Regions from separate parts of the Mus musculus genome. Here region 2 is linked to region 1. The links are chromatin contacts, called in public ChIA-PET maps. All regions are on one chromosome and are shown on one strand. The core of a region is the stretch at or near the end of the contact, and the rest is flanking DNA. Distances in the headings are between cores, read along the strand shown.

Region 1 (3,049 bases), core at 323-2,822:
AATAAGCCGTGTATATTTCTCCAGGTGAAGTGACAAAATGTCTCACAGTGTCAAAGGAGCTGAGCAGGCTTCGGTCACATCTAATATTCTAAAGCAAGCCTCTGTTTATGTTCTGTGTTTCAGCATGGTGGACTGGCTAAAATTGAAAATTCTGTCAGAACTTGATATGAGAGAGCCTTTGCCTAATTTACGAGTGGCCATGACATTGAGAACAGCAGAGCTGATGGAAAAGCCCTTTAAAATTTTAAATCAATGACTGGCGGCAATGATCACTCAGGTCAATAGAGTCCCTAAAACTATAACACACCATTCTGCATTTTCTGTTTAAAAAAATCCGCTTGATACAAAACCACTTTACCATGTTCTCTTTTGAGACCTTGGCTGGGAGTGCCAATAAGAGAAACTGTTGGTTCTAATTCCACCTGGTTATAAGCTCTCATCCTTCAGACATGACATTGCTCGTCCCCCTTTGTGGGCCCAATCAAGGGCCAAGGAATACATATAAACATTGTCTACATCTGGAATTTTGTTGTTCTTTTCACATAATTATTTGAAGTCTGTATTCGCTCAAGAAACAGCTGTTGAAGGTTGAGTGGGATATAAAATGGCACAGCCTGGAGACGCCCTTGTTCACTCAGTCATCTCCCTTCTGATGTGATCCCTGCTGGCAGGGTTGGCCAGTGAATTCAGCTTCTTTGACAGCTATCAGCACCACTGACTAGTGGTTTAGGGTGTCTTAGCGAGCGAGGGAAAGAGTAGGGAAGAATTCCATTAGTTCAGGGTTTTCCCCCTGCTGCTGGAGCAAAGCTTCTGCCAGCAGCCATTGAAATCAACACCATGCTCCTGTGCCCTTCTGACACAAATCACCCCAACATCTGGCTCCACTGTATGCTTCTTTCCGGGTCCTCGCTGGACAGTGCTTGCTGTGAATGCTTTCTCGAACTCTTTTTGATTTGTATGAAAACAAAAGGAAGCTTGTTTTACCCCATGTTTTGGATTTTTTTTTTTTAAATATTATTTCAAAAGAATAGTGGATCTGGTAAAATTCCTTCTTTCCCCCATTTTAATCATTTAAGTGGAACATTTTATATTATATTTGGCAGACAATACACACAAACACACACACACACACACACACACACACACACACACACACACGGATGCCATGTATGTAGAAGCATCTAGCCTGGAAAGCCCAGGCCTGTCTTTCTCGGTCAAACTTTAAAGAGTTAAGAAGAAACACTAACTGTTCTTGGGGTTTTGTGTTTACTCCAGGGTTCAGGTTGCTGTTCTCTCTCTCTCTCTCTCTCTCTCTCTCTCTCTCTCTCTCTCTCTCTCTCTCTCTTGACTTGCAAATCAACAGCAGCAAGGGCAGAAATGTCATGCATCTTCTTTCATCCAGGTTGGAAAATACAGGGCAGTTTGGGAATGTTGCATAATGTCAGGATATGTGTTAGAAAATATAATAAACCACCTTCACTCAGTTGGTAGCAGGAGTCAGACAGACAGCCTATCTTCGTGAGATGGCAAAGTATCCCTAGATATTGTTAGCTCATCTCCTCTGCCCTTTGTCCTCCAGGGTGGAGTTCAGATTCAACCAATAGGAATGCTTCTTCTGCTCCTGGCACCATCTTACAGGATGGGCAGACACAGACAAGGGCCCATCTCAGAGCTCAGCATCTAGATTGATAAGAAGGGAAATAAAAAGGTTTTAGGTTATAAAACTTCAAATTTCTGAATGTGTTTGGTATTCTCTAGGTATTGCCAATGCACAGTAGTGCTTATAGGTGAGTTTAACTTCAGTTACTCATAGGTATGATTGTAACAGAATTTTCACTTTACTACAAACCAGATGCCAAATCTTTAAGCGAAGATGTTAGACCATCACATTCTCCGGTACCTACCCCAGAACCTGCCATGCAGAGCCTGTTCCTACAGGGAAGCTGTGACTATCTTCTGTATCTACTATTCTACAAAACAATTGGCAAGTTTCTTTTATTTTCCTCTCCCTCAAAGAAACTGAAGCTGTAGATGAAACAGCCTTTTTCCCAGTGTGATATAACTCTGAGTAACTAAAACAAAAATTTATTTTATAGCATTTGTCACACATTTCAAAGCACTTTTACTAATCTGGTTCATTTTTCTCTTTACTCAACCTCATAAGTGATACGTGTACAACAAACAAGGAGTGGCTGAGCTCTCAAGTCCACAGTAACTGGGAGAGACTTAAGACCAGAATTCCACTAGCATTTAGGTAGTTTCTAATTTTAACTTCCATTTTCATGTTGTAAAATAAATCTCTCGGAGATGGGTCAATGCGCCCACAAATACTTCTCTGGGTGTTCTGAACAATAAACAAAATGCTAAAGTCTATAAATCTGAAAAGAATAGAGGCTTTACACTTGCGGTTTAGACAGTCACAGATCAAGCTTCATCTTGAATAAACAGGAGGAAGGTGGCAATGGGGAGGCCCTCCTGGGAGCAGCTAAAGAGGCTGCAGCTTAGGGAACCGGCTTCTCCTGGTCTTTTTCTCTGTCTCTCTGACTTGGAGCTAGTCATTTGAGTTCTGTGGGTCTCAGTGTTTTGTTGTTCAGCTGAAAAGGGATTGAAAATTAGATGGTAAAAATAATCTATATGCATTTGCCACCTTTTTCTTTGCAGTTAAAAATTTTCACATAATATCGCTTTTAACCAGGCTAAATATTTATTATGTTAAATGAAGTGTTCCTTGCAATCATTAGATTGTAGCTCCTGTAGAAGAGCCACGTAACTTGCTTTGGAAAGCATCGATTTGTGCAAACAGCCACTAGTCATGCCTCCATTAATGAAATAGATAGTGGATCTTCTTTTTTTAAATATGTATCACTCTTTTATTATCATACTCAGACTATCAGAATTATAACTTTCATTTACTGTATACTTTTTCATAAGTTAAGGATACAATCTAAATTTTGCATCTTAATATTTATAATTGTCTTATTTAGAGAGCTTTAAAAATACTCATTTTTTTTCCTTTAGAAAACATCCTAGTTAGAGAAATAAATATATA
Region 2 (3,049 bases), core at 198-2,697, 880 kb before region 1:
TTTCCAAGCTCCCTCCAAGGCCTCTTCCCACTTCCTGTTTTTCCCCTGACTTTTTCTGTAACCCACTGAGTGTTATTACTGCCACCTGCTGGAGTACTGCCCACTCTTGTTTGCTTGATCTTGTGTAGATCTTGTGTTACCACAGCTGCTTCAAGTTCATATGTGACACAGCCATGCTATGACAAGAGCATGAATTTCACAGCATTCCTCTCCATCCTCCCACCCTCACATCCTTTTTGACTCCTCTTCTAGCTTCCAAATCAGTGGGGTTCTACAGAGCTGCTTCATTAACCCTTAGTTTTGGTTGCCCTGCTGCTGACAGTGGGTTTCATGACTTGTATTTTCATAGCTATAATCAGTTGTTTTTATTTTCTTTTCTGCATCTGTGTAGCTCATAGTTCATTTTGTTGTTGTAGATAGCTGAAAGCCTAGCTAACGTCCTAGCTAATGACTGATCATTTTATGTTGCTGAGAAACGAATCTGAGTTCAGCTTGGAGCTTGGTTTAGAGGTTTAACGGTAGCACAAGCTGCTGGTGGTATTTTCCTCTTTTAATCTGGACACTGGAGAGACAGAGGGAGGCAGATCATAGTGGGTTCTAGGCCCAGCCCTGGGCACATCATGAGTTCCAGGACAGCTAGAGTGAAACCCTGTCTCAAAATAAACCCAGAACAATAATGTTGGTGACGGTTGGTGACTGACAGGGATATTGGTAAAGATGAGGGTATTAAGACTAGGTTTCTTTTTCTTTTCTTTTTTTTTTTTTTCACTTCTCATCAAGGAGACTTCATTTTTATTTTTCACCTGTGTGATTTCCTTGCATGTATGTCTGTGTATCACATGCATGCATGATAATGGAGACCAGAAGAGACTGTCAGATACCCCTGGAACTGGACTTACAGGTGGCCGTAAACTGGTGCTACGTGTGCTTGGTGCAAGGAATGGAACCAGAGCCACTGGTTCACCTGAGCAGTGACCCAGGTGGTAAACAGAGTGTGACTTGTTTAAAGTCAATATAGAAAGCCAACCTGGAGAGTCAGATACCTGAGAACAAACAGGGTCTTATATACAAGGATACTAAAGATGATACAATTTGTATGCTTTAGGAACATCTGTAAAATGCTTTACATTTTTAAGTCTTATTTACTTGTACACATGCATGTGGAGGCCAAACAACTCCTTTTAGGAGTTTTCTCCTTCCAGCACATGAGATCTGAAGACTGAACTCAGTTTATCAAGTTTGGGGGCCAGCACTCACTCTATGGGCGATTTCTAAGCCCCTTTTATAATTCTGAAAAGGATTTTGGCATGCCACCATGTCAGCAGTCAATATGTAAAGTATTTTGGCATTTGTGTCCTTTTTAGTTTACAGTTAGTTTGTACCTAGAGTAAAGTTTAACACACTCTGCGAGCAGCCTGCACTTTTCACTGCTTTCCCAAAGGCTGGCAGATACCAACATGTTTGCTGAAACCGTTTCTCATTCCCTTAATAAATAACAGAGATTGCAATGGTTAGTGTTAATTGTCAATTTGACAAAATCTAGACTCCCCTGGGAGATGGACTCTGGGAGTGTCTGTAATGAATAATTATATCACTTCTTCTGGGAAGATCAGCACATAGTGACTGACATGCCTGTTACATGATCATGGTTCTGTAAACATGAGAACTGGGGAGTCAGGGTTCTTTCTTCCTTTTCTGTTTCCCGAGAGTGGGTGTGATGTGAGCATATACTTTAGACTCCTGCTGTGTTGATTGCCATGCTATCATGAACTGCACCTGGAACTGTGAGCTAAAATAAACCATTTCTTCCTTGAGTTGCAATTTTTTTCCAGTTTGTTTCATCATAGCAATGGAAAATAAAGTAAGAGATGTTGGCCACAAAATAGCCTGGGTTGTTCTGCTGCTGGGCAGTCATTGCTTTAGCTAATGGAGACAAAGAGTAGACAACAAAATGCTCCAAGGTAGAACAGTAGTTACTAACAAACTGTATTAGAGCACAGGAGAGCAGCCACTATAAAAACAGTATTTTCAAAACAACTCCAAGCCAGGCAGTGGTGGCGCACGCCTTTAGTCCCAGCACTTGGGAGGCAGAGGCAGGCGGATTTCTGAGTTTGAGGCTAGCCTGGTCTACAGAGTGAGTTCCAGGACAGCCAGGACTACACAGAGAAACCCTGTTTTGAAAAAAAATCTCCATAGGGTAATTCTAATATCAAAGAATCCCTTCTAATAAGCAAAAGGAACAGCAATGTGTCTTGCAAAAGCTAATTCCTAAAATGGCAGCATCTACCTTCCTTCTCTGGAAACAGAAGATATAATCCATCTCTCCTCCAGGGTTCTCATAATCCAGAACCGGAAATGATAAAGCTGCTTAGAGTGGGTAATTCCATAAAGAAAAGTAGGCCAGAACCTGAGATGGAGGGGGGACATTTGTGACAGCAGCCACACTTTCTCCCCCCTCTTCTCCTCCCTCCCTCTTTCTTCCTTTCTCTGTCTCCTCCACCTATGATCAACACACATCCAGAATCTTTTAATTGCTATTCAGAGCAAAAGGTCCCTTTATCCTTTAAAACATGTCTGTCAGTTTAAATATTTAAAAAAACAAACAAACAAACAAAATAGTTTCATCTATCTGTCTGTCTGTCTATCTATCTATCTATCTACCTATTTTTTTTTTTTTTTTTTTTTTTTGGAAAGCTGCAAATGCCAGAATGTGTTCTCACCAAATATTTGCTATGGTTATGTTTATCCAAAAGTGGCATTAATTCTTTCATTCTTCTTCATTGAGCCCACTGTCCTCATTAGGTTATAGGGATCCTATTCAGCTTGACAGTTTCTGCAGACACACAGTGGCCAAGAAAAGACCTTAAGCCACAAGGTCAAGGGCACACGTTAGACAGGAGGAGATAGTTTCTCAGTTCTTCAGCTTCCTATTCAATACTTTTTGAAAGTCTTATTAAAACATTTTGCATTTTTTTCCTCCAGTAGGGTGGTTCAGCAGGGTACTATTACAACGATTTTGTTTTGTTCAATGAAATTATCAGAGATTCCA

Evidence for each region. ChIA-PET counts read pairs in DNA pulled down with a chosen protein or histone mark.
Region 2: an H3K27ac ChIA-PET map of liver shows a contact between it and region 1, with 10 times the contacts expected there. The contact joins two enhancer-like sites. A contact is called at or near these places in 5 of 39 promoter capture datasets (the C10 cell line, cranial neural crest, liver and 2 more), 6 of 484 Hi-C or Micro-C datasets (cranial neural crest, embryonic fibroblasts, embryonic stem cells and 2 more) and 1 of 115 datasets of contacts at active chromatin or transcription factors (liver).

The regions. Positions count from the first base shown.
Region 1 is chr3:18,158,709-18,161,757 of GRCm38.p6, reverse strand. All of the region lies in intron 1 of Cyp7b1 (cytochrome P450, family 7, subfamily b, polypeptide 1), which reads left to right. Among named protein-coding and RNA genes, the nearest start is that of Gm23686, 17 kb to the left of the region's middle. Within about 2 kb of position 1,572, at least 4 of the 459 cell types and tissues checked have an H3K27ac peak or open chromatin away from gene starts, as enhancers often do. A contact at or near this core is called in liver, where this site is marked.
Region 2 is chr3:19,043,174-19,046,222 of GRCm38.p6, reverse strand. No RefSeq gene overlaps it. Among named protein-coding and RNA genes, the nearest start is that of Armc1, 120 kb to the left of the region's middle. Within about 2 kb of position 1,447, at least 4 of the 459 cell types and tissues checked have an H3K27ac peak or open chromatin away from gene starts, as enhancers often do. A contact at or near this core is called in liver, where this site is marked.